3 separate regions of the Hordeum vulgare genome follow, and all the other regions are linked to region 1. The links are chromatin contacts, called in public Hi-C maps. All regions are on one chromosome and are shown on one strand. The core of a region is the stretch at or near the end of the contact, and the rest is flanking DNA. Distances in the headings are between cores, read along the strand shown. Region 1 overlaps LOC123402848. Region 2 has its middle 72 kb from the start of LOC123403564. Region 3 holds the start of LOC123405738.

Region 1 (4,200 bases), core at 908-3,407:
CCAACATCGCGGTCACCCTCGCGCCGTCGCGCCCGTGACAGCCATCGAGACGGACGCCCGAGGCCCGACACACGCGTACGAGTCGTGCTCGGTACGCGTGTGCTCCCTCGCTGGCCAAGGGGCCTGTGTCTAAACCTGAGAATGGTTATTGAAAAACCGGATGTAACGGTTCGGTTTTTTACTTTGGATTTGATTGGTTCAGGTTTTATTTGGCTGAGTTTTTTTAGTCTGGTTTTAGTTTGGGTATGTGGAGAAATCAGTTTGGATATAGTTGGTCATGAGTTCAAACAGTTTGGTTACTAGCGAATATAAACTATGGGTCCAATCCGATTTCTAGAAATTAGTTATGTGCAATAATCAACGACGACGGATAACGAGTATCTTTGATCCACGTGCATACTGTAATGCACTATATAATTATGTATTATGAAAAAACATCACATGAAAATCGAAAGTGTCTGCTTGTGCTTTGGCAAGCAATTTGGTTTTAGTAAACTTGGCAGTGAGTTTTTAGCCCTTTTTGTCTTTTGTTGTGTGTTGAATGTATCTTAAGGATAATTTTATTTCCAAACTGTTGTAGATGCATTTATGTCTTTTCTATCTCATTTGCTTCTTAACATGTCCATCTATGCAATCATATGTACGTTGACGCAAACTCATAGTTTGTATTGGGTTTAAACCCATGCTTATGTATTGAACTTTAATTGATTTTGAATGAAAGAAATAATGGATTTAACTTTAGTTAGATTAAAAATGACATTAAATGGGTATGATTTACCTTCCGCAAAAAAAATGGGTATGACTTACCTTCCGCAAAAAACAAAAAAAAAAGGGTATGATTTACCTGCACCAACACGTGGGCACGACCGCTCCCTTTGCTAGCTCGCGCATAGATGCCGTCCGTCGGCTCTTGATGAGTAGATAGCCGTGCAAACCTTTGCACGGCATGTACGTACGTACGTACTTCACCACTGGCTTGGTTTGGGTGGCACTTAAGTTAAACGTACTTTAATTAGGTCATGAGTTTGCGCGTGCCACCAAGATGAATTTTGAGTTTTGTTACTCGCTTTGTTCACGAAGTGTCTGCTTTGGCACTGGCTTCGCTCTCTCGCCGGGTGAAAAGCGATCCATCCGTGGAGCTCGACCGCCACGATAAAAAGCCGGAGGCGACGTCGCACGACCGATGATCAATCAACTTTTCTTTTCTTTTTTCAATCAACTTGGTGTGCCCGCGGGAACTCTTTTTCCGGCCCAATCGATCGCTCCTCTTTTCGGGTCCGACTCATTCTTGTACTTGACCTACAAGAAACAACACCATCGGCCGACATCGTGGCGCGTTCGCGGCCATAGTGTACAAGACAGCGTGACGATGACCACACAAGTGCGTGCATGCATGCATGCATGCATGTAACATGCAGAAGCTGCGGATGCCGTGCGAGCGAAGCAGTAACTCCGTTCCATGTAGTAATCTGCAACACCGTGTGGTAGAAATTCAGCAACGGTCCATTCAGACTGCGTGTCAGCAAAATCTCGAGCTAGCGCCTGGCTGCCACTCCTACTAGCTTGCAAGCGGGAGAATGCATGGCGCCACAGGCCTGCTCTTGTGCCCGGCGGAGCACGGCGGCCGTCCCATCTATCCGTCGTCTCGATTGAACCGGTCGATTGAACAAACCGTGTCGATCCGGCCACCAAGTTGCATTGCGAACCTAGGACGACAAGCGACGGGACCCGTCGCCGATCGTCGGCCAACAACGTTACCGACCGGTCGGGCATATCATGCATCGCGCCGTCGGAATCACCGGAAGAAAGAAATGCGCGCGTGTTCATACCGCCCGCCAGGCCGCCTCACAGAGAGAGACACGGCTGACGTGACATGACGGACAGTTTACCCCGGCCTGTCAGATGCAGCTGGGAATTAAGCTATGCGAAAAACCAGTTTTACCACGCGCGCGCGTTCATTACAGAGCCCACACGGTGCTCCTGTCATCATGCACTGATGTACAGTAGGCAGCTCGCGGCTGCTCTCGTGGTCGTGGACACAGCGCGTGGAGAGAGGCGTTGCGTGGCCGCCAAGGACCTGGATCAAGAGGCAATGCTATGTACAGTACGTAGGAGGGATTGGACGACATTCCATCGGCGGTACGTGCGTGCTCTATAGCTATCTATCTATCTATCTATCCCGGCCGCTTGGCGCTTTGGCGATGAGAGCGACGGAGCCACGGGCTGCAGGCAGCAAGTATTCCTTGCTTCCAAAAGCTTTGCCATTGCCATTGTGTGCGCTTGTAGTCAGAGAAACCAAGTGACACCGTACGTGATTCACCAGCAGGAGATTCGGCAAGGACACGAGGCAGTTGCCCGTTTTTGGAAGCTCGTGAATGAATGGCTTGCTTTTATGCCACAAGCAAACGTCTCAACAGCACACCAAAAGCTTGTTCCTACGAGGGAGAGGTGGCGAAATAAGTGCACAGCACAGATGACATGCTTTGCCTAGTGGTGAAAGCAAGGTCGTTTGTTCCAACCCCAAGACACCGGCTAAAGGGTGAATCACCAGCAGGAACAAACCAAATACTACCACTACGCAACAGGAACAGCGCTTGCAGTGCATCTGCACGCATATAGTATCTGAGACTATGTATCTGACGCAGCAAGGACCCAGAAGCCAAATGCAACAGCAGACAGAAGCCTGGCACTGCTACAAACGGGAAACGACAATTTTGAAGAGACTCCGCGCCAAATCGCCACATCAGCGTTTCTTTAGGAATACATACAAACAACATGATATGCCTGGCTCCAGTGTCCAGGCCCATCACCACTTGGAAACATACAGCAGGCACCAACTGTCAGGGCTCAAGCACAATTAATGGCACCAATTACCATTACAAAACTGAACAGATGTTTTTACATTGCCAGTGGGTGTTGCTTGCAGCACCACCCAACAACATTTGACCCAAACTTTACAAATCTGGACGGCAAGCAGAAAACACCTGTCTCAGACCAAAATATCTGAATCCCAGCACATAACTTGAGAATCTGGCAGACATGTTAACTTCCCCTTTGCTGTTGTCTTGCTTGACACCATAAATCATGTTAATCCTAGATAAATACTCCCTGGTACCAATCAAACGCAAAAAAAGGACCAATTCAACCTTGGCCTGTGCTATACCGGCTCTCACCGTAACTGCCTGCTCAACATTAGTAGCTGGTCCAGTCTATCAGACTGCTTTCACTGTCTCCATTCCTACAAATAACATGAATCAGATCTTGTTAGATATTACCAAATGCGTCCCAGTCACAGGTGGAATGCCATCCCGGAAGTCTTTCCAGGTCCCTTATTTTCTTCTACAGCCAAAACGGAATGGCAATTCTCACTCTCTTTTGCATAACTAAACTATGCATTTGTAAAGGTAGGAATGTACAAGGCAAATTTACAAAATCTGTACTCTAAAAGACAAATCTATATACACAGGTGACAGGCATCTTTGTATAGCCCTGCTAGGTGAATTGCACCTATGTTTCCATTCATCCAAGTCACCCCAGCTCATACCAAACACTCATTCACAACTAGTTTGGTTTGCATCATTCTACAGCTTGATTCCAATTAGTTTGGTAATCCTTGCAGCAAAAGCACAGGCCAGCACCGCTTGATGCTTGTGCTTTTCAGTTGACAACACTAGGCATGCGATTTTTTTGTGGATTTCAGCTATTCCTATCCACCAGGCTCTTGTGGTTCATGGGTCTGTGTATTTCGTTTCCATGGTTTCTCTTTAGAAAGAGAATCACGGGGTACATATGCATATCCCTTTGGAAGGCGTTGGTTCTGTGTGGAAGCTTGATCAGATGTCATAACCAGCTCCTTTTGAAAGGTTTCCGGCTGCTGCAAAATCATGCGTTGTGCGTTAGCTTGGTGCCAGAAATAACTGAACAACTGCAAAGAAAACAGTACAAACCTTATTATCTTTTGTTTTTTGTTTTCCATCTTCCAATTTCTGTAGGGCATTCACTGATCTCTGTGGAAGTCGCTTACCAGCAAGTGGCCCCCTCTCACTCAACTTCCGTTTGAAAGATATCAGTGTCCTTGAGCTATCAGCTGTGTTTCCCTCAGCATCTCTATTATTAAGGGGAAATCTGATGGTATTTTTTCCAGAAACACTGCTATCCACCGTGACATCATCAGATCTTTGCATGGTTCCACTGCATGAT
Region 2 (4,200 bases), core at 1,230-3,729, 160 kb before region 1:
GGATGTCCATATTGGATCCCACATATTCTACGAAGATCTTATCGGTTGAACCTCTGTGCCAAGGATTCATATAATCTCGTATATCATTCCATTTGTCCTTCGGTATGTTACTTGCCCGAGATTTGATCGTCGGTATCCCTATACCTATTTCAATCTCGTTATCGGCTAGTCTCTTTACTCGTTCCGTAATACAATATCCCGTGACTTACACTTGAGTCACATTGATTGCAAGGCTTGTATGTGATGTTATATTATCGAGTGGGCCCCGAGATACCTCTACATCACACGGAGTGACAAATCCCAGTCTTGATCCATGCTAACACAACGGAAACCTTCAGAGATACCTGTAGAGCACCTTTATAGTCACCCAGTAGCGTTGTGACATTTGATACACACAAGGTATTCCTCCGGTGTCAGTGAGTTACATGATCTCATGGTCATAGGAATGAATACTTGACACACAGAAAACAATAGCAACAAAATGACACGATCACGTGCTACGTTTATAATTTGGGTCTTGTCCATCACATGATTCTCCTAATGATGTGATCCCGTTGTCAAGTGACAACACTTGTAAATGGTCACGAAACCTTGACCATCTTTGATTAACGAGCTAGTCAACTAGAGGCTTACTAGGGACAATGTTTTGTCTATGTATCCACACATATATTTGTGTTTCCAATCAATACAGTTATAGCATGGATAATAAACGATTATCATGAACAAAGAAATATAATAATAACTAATTTATTATTGTCTCTAGTGCATATTTCAAACAAGAAATTGATCATCTGGGCGATTTCGCGAATCGACCTGAATCTTAGGGGCTACTAGAGTTAGTGGTTATATTGTATCCTTGAGGTGCATCCCCTTTTTTAGCCCAACACGCACCTTGAGGGTTGCTGGTTATACATCTCGACAGATAATAAATTTCACCAATTTTAAAACAAAAAAATAGCCCATGGCTAAGGTGGTGCACTATTTCGGAAATAGTCCGGCATAAAGCTTGGATGCAAGTGGCTTGCCTCATAGAGGGCAAGTCCGGCATTGGAGCTTGGACGCAAGTGGACACCTCGAATGCAGTTTGACGTTTGATCTTGGACGCAAGAGGATATCGTCGCACGGGAAATATTTCAAACCCGAGGCGTGGCATGAAAAGTTACAAGGCATTAATAACGGCCGATAACTTAAAGGGGCTCCTCGGATGCCCGACGCGTGAACTCTTCGGATTCACCCGGTGATTCTCAAGATTAGAGATGGAAAGATTTGTTGAATTAGTTTTCAAGACCTTCAAACGAAAATGAAGAACAATTCGGAAGAACCCAGGAGCATCCTCAACTTGAAGAACTATGCTCGAAAATCGGGAACTCATCGGTGCCCGAACTGGTGTTGGCCGATCATAAATGGGGAGAAGAACTTGCCCCACAGGCCGAAGACTTTCGACGCGTGAAGATGTTGAGGATCAAGACTATGGCATTGGTGGCTAGTTCGGCGGCTACTGAGGGAGTCCGGGACTAGGGGGTCCTCGGGCCGTCGGTCTATCTCTACGGGTCGGATTCGTCGGCTACTTCGGGCAGCCACTGACATATACGAGAAAGATTTTATAAGACTTGATGATCAAGACAAGGACTCCTCTATACTCACTAGCCGATTAGGACTCTTGTTATCCTAGGCCTATGGTGCATTATAGGAATCGAGGCCAGACTAGTTGATAGACAATCTCATATTCAAATGCTCATTATTCTTAGGGTTTAGACCACAACATACGTTTTCGAGGTAGATCAATTGTGTAATCGAGACTACACCATCAATATAAACAAGAGCAAAACGTAGAGTTTTACCTCCATCAAGAGGGTCTGAACCTGGATAAAACATTGTCTCCTTCTTTCCTTGTTATCCATCGATCCAAGATTCACAGTTGGTACCCCCTACTCGAGATCAGTCAGTATTGACACCGACACGGGATGACATCCCAGTCGACGGATCCAGACTGTTCGGAGTGAGACCCACTGTCAGGCATGGCGGAGAAGACCGGAGATCACCAGACGGACGATTGGATGGCGAAGTGAAATGGAGAAGAGTTGTGTGGAGTGGTTAGGATTTGGTGCAGGAATGAGATCAATACAATTATATGTAAGTCGGGTGGGCCAGCCTGAGTCGGATCCAAAATGACGGATGCGTTCCAACGCTCTGGACGCTCCAATCCATTTTATATTTAAACTGAATATAGAAATACCAATCAGTCCGGCGTTTGAGGCGCCGGGACGTACGTTTAAGCCGCTTGGTAACCGTGACAAAAGTTTGAACGTGTTTGGGGCGCCGGGCTGTACATGCTCATCTTCGACAGCGACCGTAACATGACAGCGTGAGGACGACGAATCGATAAGCTAGCGCATGCATGCTGGCACAAGCTGCGGGTGCCGTGCGAGCAAACACTAACTCCGTTCCATGCAATCTGCAAGGCCAGTCATTCAGTGCGTCAGCAAATCAAGAATGGCGCCACAGGTCTGTGCCTTGCGCTGTCTGCCCGGGGGAGCACGGCTCCAGTCCCATCCGTTGTCTTGGCCGAACTAGCTGATTGAACAAACCGTGTGGATCCAGCCACGAATGTTTTACTTCGTCTGTGTCATCACAAATGTCGCAAATTTAGTTCTAACTTAATACTACAGATTTTATATTAAAACAGCAACAATTATTTTGAAACGGAGGAAGTATTACTGATCGAACCTATACGGACAAGCCAGCGACGGGACTCCCCGTGTCGCCGTCGCCGTCGCCGATCTTGGGCCAAGAACGCTACCGACCGGTCCGATCGTTACGCCATCGGAATCACCGGGAGAAATACGTGTGTCCATACTGCTACATAGACTGCCTCACGACCTCACGGGCACGACGGACATGACCACCATTTTACGACGGCCGGCCGGCCTGCACAAGAAGCAGCTTCCTGCAGCGGAAACCAGCTGCTGCTACGTACCCCGCGCGTTCCTTGGTTCCAAAGGATACGTAGCAGCACCACAGCTCGATCCACCCGTCGCTCGTGGTCGCTCTCGTGCGTAGAAGGGTGCTGCGTGGCCGCGAACGATCAGGAGGCAATGTTCGTGGGGTCGTGGTCGATGATGCCATGATGTGGTGCAGCAGGGATTCGATCGGCAGTACTATACACTACATGCTCGCTATCTATCTATCTATCTATCTATCCCGGCCGCTTGTCGCTGAGAGCGACGGAGCCACGGGAGGCACGCGACGAACGTCGCCCTGCCTCCATCGAGAGCCACCATCATCGATCCATATCATATCATCGTCGTCGCCGTCGCTCGTCACCGGCAAATATTCCTTCCAAAAGCCTCGCCATCAGACTGCATTGGTGGCCGTCACCGTCCACGCGCTGGTCGCATCCCACGGTCGAGACGGGATGCCGATCGTATACACGCGCTGGGATGCCAAGCAAACGCACGCGTGTTGCGCGGCCATGCATGATCAGAGGGGAAAGCCGAGGGAGGGAGGGAGGGAGAGATAGTCAAGGCCAGGTCCGGAAAAGTGCCCTCTCGCCATATGCCATATGCCGTGATAGTGGCGGGCGGGCATCGCCATGATGCCTTGCCTTGCCTTGCCTTGCCTTTTTCCTTTCCCGTTGTGGTACGGAGGAGGGATGAGGGATCTTTCGGTGGAGCTGGGGAGGCTTTGCTCGCACGCTTACCGGCCTGCCAGAGCTGCCATGCATGGAAGCTTCTACGGCTGGCACATGTGTTTCTTTCTCGGAAAAGCTGAAAAATCCGACGTTAGATTCTTTTTAAACTTTCCGGGCGAACGCCTCTGGGACCATTGGATGCAGTGCGTAAATCTTTGAAGCGGGGGGAGAAAGACGTGTTGGATTTTTGCTAGTAGGCTTTTGGCTCAAAGTTCAACTAAAATTTAGAACTCTCATGATTCAAATTTATGTCTGACGGCGATCTTAATCCTGCACAGCATGAAGCTTTTGAGAAAATCGATACCTTCTTCAAAGACGCCCTTATGAATGTTTGAGAACCTCAATGACATGTCATGTAGCAATTCTATGACTACAAAATAACTAATGAGGTATGTCGTTCAACAAGCTTTTTTTTAGAAAAGAAGGATGACCCGCGGTCTCTGCATCTGGGAGATGCATACGACCATTTTATTGATTATTCCCGAGGAGCTTACAAAGTAGTACAATAA
Region 3 (4,200 bases), core at 483-2,982, 160 kb after region 1:
CTCGATCAACCCCATCCAAGTAACCACCTAGTTGCGATGGCTCCTAGACTTAGTCCTATCGCTAGGACATCTGCCGTGACAAAACCATGATAGCATGCTTGACGCTTGCCAGCCCGAATTAGAAGATTTGTTGCATCTGATTGTAGTTCTGGATGGGTGTGTTAAGGAACTCAGCGTCTTTGGTGTGGTCCTAAGAAATAAACACAAACATTGTTAGTTATGAGCAAGCAATGGTTGCTAGTGCGAAAAACAAGGGCGTGTGAGCTAACCGCGACATGGCTAGTGTGATGATGTGCCTCCAAAATGACAGAGGAAGTGTTATGATACCACGAGGCACTGCTAAGGTATCTTAGCTTGGACACTTGGATCCATCGAGCTCTCCGCTTCATGAGGTGGTTGTACACCTGGGTGGCAGTCACCTCCTAGCCAGAGAAGTCGAAAATACGCTTTGCAACGGTGTTCAAGTGCACCTCCTTGAAGCCCTTGTCAGTCATATCCCCACTAGAGATGATCTCATACATCTTGTTCAGCACGAACGTGGACATGAACGGCTGACACTTCATGTTGTTCCCCTACCATCATTATTTTTCTTTGTGGTTGCCATCAGTGTAGCGGCAACAGCAACAACAACTGGCTCGACGAGCAGAACTAACACAAAACGAGAACCACCGGCTGAAACCTCGGACACCTCTGAATCAGCAAGCATGTGCTCGTCAAGGAGGGTGTGGGGGTCCTCGACATAGGACACACCGAACTGGCTATCAGACATGACAAGGGTCTGACTAAGCTCTTCCGTCTGCATGATCATGTTCTACAATCATAGCACACACTGAGAGTAAGCATAGCACACACAGTACCGGGCGACCTATCGAAAGGAGGAGCATACATCACAACTAGCTATGCATCCATTACGCTCATCACTATCATACTACTCTAGCATGCTAGAATTCCACCACCAATAGCTACCACAACATCAGAATCTACCATCTGCTCACCGATCGACGCACGAATCAACCCTATCACATGCTTGCATATCAAACCCTACCACTACATGCTCTTAGATCTAGCTGCAACGAACACATGAAAATGGGTGATTGAACTCACAGATGTCATGGTGCAGCTCGATGGGACAGGGAAACGGTTGGAGAAGTTGAGGACAGAAGTCGTCGCCACCGTGGGCCGCCGAATGGTAAAGGTGCGTCGTTCACCTGCTCGTCGACGTCGATGCGCAACGACGGGAAAGCTCAAAAGGGAGGAGAAGGATGACATGAGTTTGGGTGGTGAGGAGAAGGGGGCTAAATAGCTGCCGAATCGGAGGGAGTTGAGCCGAAATCTTCCCACCGATTTTTCAAAGACACGCGTGAGCTGGTGTCACCTTCGTGATCGCACGAGCTCAGCGCCACGTTCCCCTTCCCTGCTTCGGCTGAGTATGGCTTTCGAAAAACTGTCGATTCGGATGTTGCAGTTGGGCCTGGTTCGTAGGTGTTTTAAATTTCATGCAATGCAGACCAAACATTATAACACACCCTCAAGTTTTTTTTGTTTTTTGTTTTTGATAACAAACACACCCTCAAGTTCTGCTGCCTGTCTGCCCTCTGGTCACCCCAGCCCGGCCTCCACAGCGCCCAACTCGATAACCTCACGAGCCCACGACGCGCACGCCCCGCACTCGCACGCGCCCACGCCTCGCACCCGCCCACGCCATCCAAGGCAACGGCCGGCCAGGAGCGCCATGGAGGCCGACGCGGCGACCCCGTCGCCACCGGGGTCGAGGAAGCGCTCGTCTCGCCCCAGGCCCCGGCCGGACGACGGCCGCCCGGAGCCCTACCCTAGCCCCCGCGGCTCCCCCGCCCGCAGGAGCGAGCGCACGCGCAGGCCCCGCGCGCCCCCGGGCTCCGACGCGGTGACCGCGCCCGCCGAGCGCAGGGCCCGCGCGCCACCCCAGGACTCCTCGCCCTCGCCCGCCATGCGCAGGCCCGTCCGCGCGTTCCAGGAGGCCGCCGCGCTGGCCGCGCTCGCCGCGAGCGCGCCCGCCGCGTCCTCCTCGGGCGCCAGATCCTACGGCGTGGTCTGGAGCGACGCCGACGAGGTCGCGCTCCTCAACGCGGCCGCCGCCTTCCGCGGCCGCCACGGCCGCGTCCCGGGCCTCCCGGACATGGGCGCGCTCTTCGACGCCATCAGGGGCTCCATCTCCCCGCACATCGACCAGCCCAAGGTGTACTACAAGCTGAAGCGGCTCAAGAGCAAGTTCGACCACGCCGTGCCGTCCGCGGTCGTCAGCCGGCACGAGCAGCGCCTGCGCGACCTCTGCAAGAAGGTCTGGGGCGCCAACTTCGACCTGGCTCCCGACGCGCCGGAGGACGAGGAGGACGAGGAGGACGAGGAGGAGCGCGGGCGCGGCACCGTCCCAGACGCGGCAGCCATGCTCCCGGTGGCCACCGAGGTGCTCGATGCGTACTGGAAGACGGATGGTCCCGCGCTGTCCGGCGTGTCCCTGGAGAAGGGGCTGTCAAAGCTAGCAACAGAAGACGCGAGATGGATCGAAGCCAAGTGGAGGCGGCAGCTGGATGCAGAAGTGCACTCGCAGATTAAGCGGCATGATCTGGCCAAGGAGGTCTACGGCCTGCTCCTTGAGGCCATTAAGGGCCTCGGCCCCTAGCTCGGGTATGACATGTTGCATCTGGTCTGCTAGTATGCTATTTGCTTCACCAGTTTAACAACTTCTTGCTGGGTAATCATCTTACAGCTGCTGTGCATTCTGTTATTCAGTGCCTGTTAGGGTCAATTACAGTAGATTCGCGTTGTAAAATTGCTTGGAAATCGAGTTTTCCAAATTAGCACATCAACTCAGTTGATGTGCGTTCTGTTATGTAAATGTCGCTATGAGAATATTTTGTCATAAATGGTAGTGCAGCAACTGTTATCCCGTCAGCTAGAAGGTGCTGTTAAATTCTGCAGTTATGCTCCCCTTCAGACTTCAGTGCGAACCAAGTAACATCTTGTTGGAAAAACTGCGAAAGATCTGAACTCGATCGTGCCAAAATAGCTTGGTTTCGGTTTGTTTGCACGACTAAGCCCAGATAATTGCATAACTTGGATCTTAGATTTAATTATTTATCTTGTACATTAGACTTGATGATGTCGGTTCTAAATTGCCAGCAACTCCTCAGTTCTTAGTTTTCCTGTACTGTAACCCTTAATTCGATATATCCATGCACACCCGATTCTCAAATACTCCCTCCGTTCCTAAATACTCTCCCTCTGTAAACTAATATAAGAGTCTAAATGCTCTTATATTAGTTTACAGAGGGAGTACAAGTCTTTCTAGAGGTTTCACTAAGGGACTACATACGGATGTATATAGACACACTTTAGAGTATAGATTCACTCATTTTGTTTTGTATGTAGTCCCCTTTTGGAATCTCTAAAAAGACTTATATTTAGGAACGGAGGGAGTACAAATGCATCGTACTTCAGCCATCTATTGAACACGTTACTAGTAAGTAAGAAGCCATGCATAGTTACTGATACAGCCAAGGCAGAAACAGTTTTGTTATAATTGTGCTTCTTCTATGCAATGATGCAGTACAATCTACTCTCTCCGTTTCTAAATATAAGACCCTCTAGAGATTTCAATATGGACTACATACGGATGTATATAGACCTATTCTAGAGTGTACATTCATTCATTTTGCTTGGTATGTAGTCCATAGTGAAATCTCTAAAAGGTCTTATATTTAGGAACGGAGGGAGTACACTGCAGCTGGTAATGTTGGTTTCATATTCCTGAGAGCACCTGAATCATCTAGAGGACACAGGCTATCTTGTCCCTACCACACTTGAAATTTCTCCTGAATATCTACACTGCGGAGTCATACTTATAGGAGTTCCATCTGTTTTATGACCGGCTGCAGGTTTACAGTAGTAAAGTTCATAGTAACATCCACAGTGAGCTTTCTTCCATTGTCTCACCTGCTGAGCAGTCAGCACCATTTGAATTTACCCATCTCTTCTTAAGTCTTTAGCGAGTGGTGTGAGCGTAGTGGCAACTCTCGTCTTGTAGAGAAGTGCTTATGCTGGTTGGCATATGCAGGTCCTTATTTTGAACTCCTTTTAGTGCAGTATTCCTGCTTTTCATAAAACAGTAACCATTGGTTTTCGTAACCCTTGTTGTCTACTGAAGATTTTCATTAGCTTTCG

The links. A called contact is a pair of places that touch in the nucleus more often than the background predicts.
Region 2: a contact with region 1 is called in a Hi-C map of leaf, with 2.9 times the contacts expected there. The contact joins two enhancer-like sites. A contact is called at or near these places in 2 of 6 Hi-C or Micro-C datasets (leaf and seedling).
Region 3: a Hi-C map of leaf shows a contact between it and region 1, with 4 times the contacts expected there. The contact joins the promoter of LOC123405738 here to the enhancer-like site in region 1. A contact is called at or near these places in 3 of 6 Hi-C or Micro-C datasets (leaf and seedling) and 1 of 1 datasets of contacts at active chromatin or transcription factors (embryo).

What each region holds. Positions count from the first base shown.
Region 1 is chr6H:522,581,449-522,585,648 of MorexV3_pseudomolecules_assembly, forward strand. It overlaps LOC123402848, which reads right to left. Exons shown (of 19, transcript XM_045096809.1): 18 at 3,948-4,200; 19 at 2,848-3,874. The coding sequence ends at 3,707. Among protein-coding and RNA genes, the nearest start is that of LOC123402848, 17 kb to the right of the region's middle. Within about 2 kb of position 2,158, at least 3 of the 3 cell types and tissues checked have open chromatin away from gene starts, as enhancers often do. A contact at or near this core is called in leaf and seedling, where this site is marked.
Region 2 is chr6H:522,418,537-522,422,736 of MorexV3_pseudomolecules_assembly, forward strand. No RefSeq gene overlaps it. Among protein-coding and RNA genes, the nearest start is that of LOC123403564, 72 kb to the left of the region's middle. Within about 2 kb of position 2,480, at least 2 of the 3 cell types and tissues checked have open chromatin away from gene starts, as enhancers often do. A contact at or near this core is called in leaf, where this site is marked.
Region 3 is chr6H:522,746,750-522,750,949 of MorexV3_pseudomolecules_assembly, forward strand. It overlaps LOC123405738, which reads left to right and starts at 1,733. Exons shown (of 2, transcript XM_045099314.1): 1 at 1,733-2,664. The coding sequence starts at 1,733. The coding sequence ends at 2,659.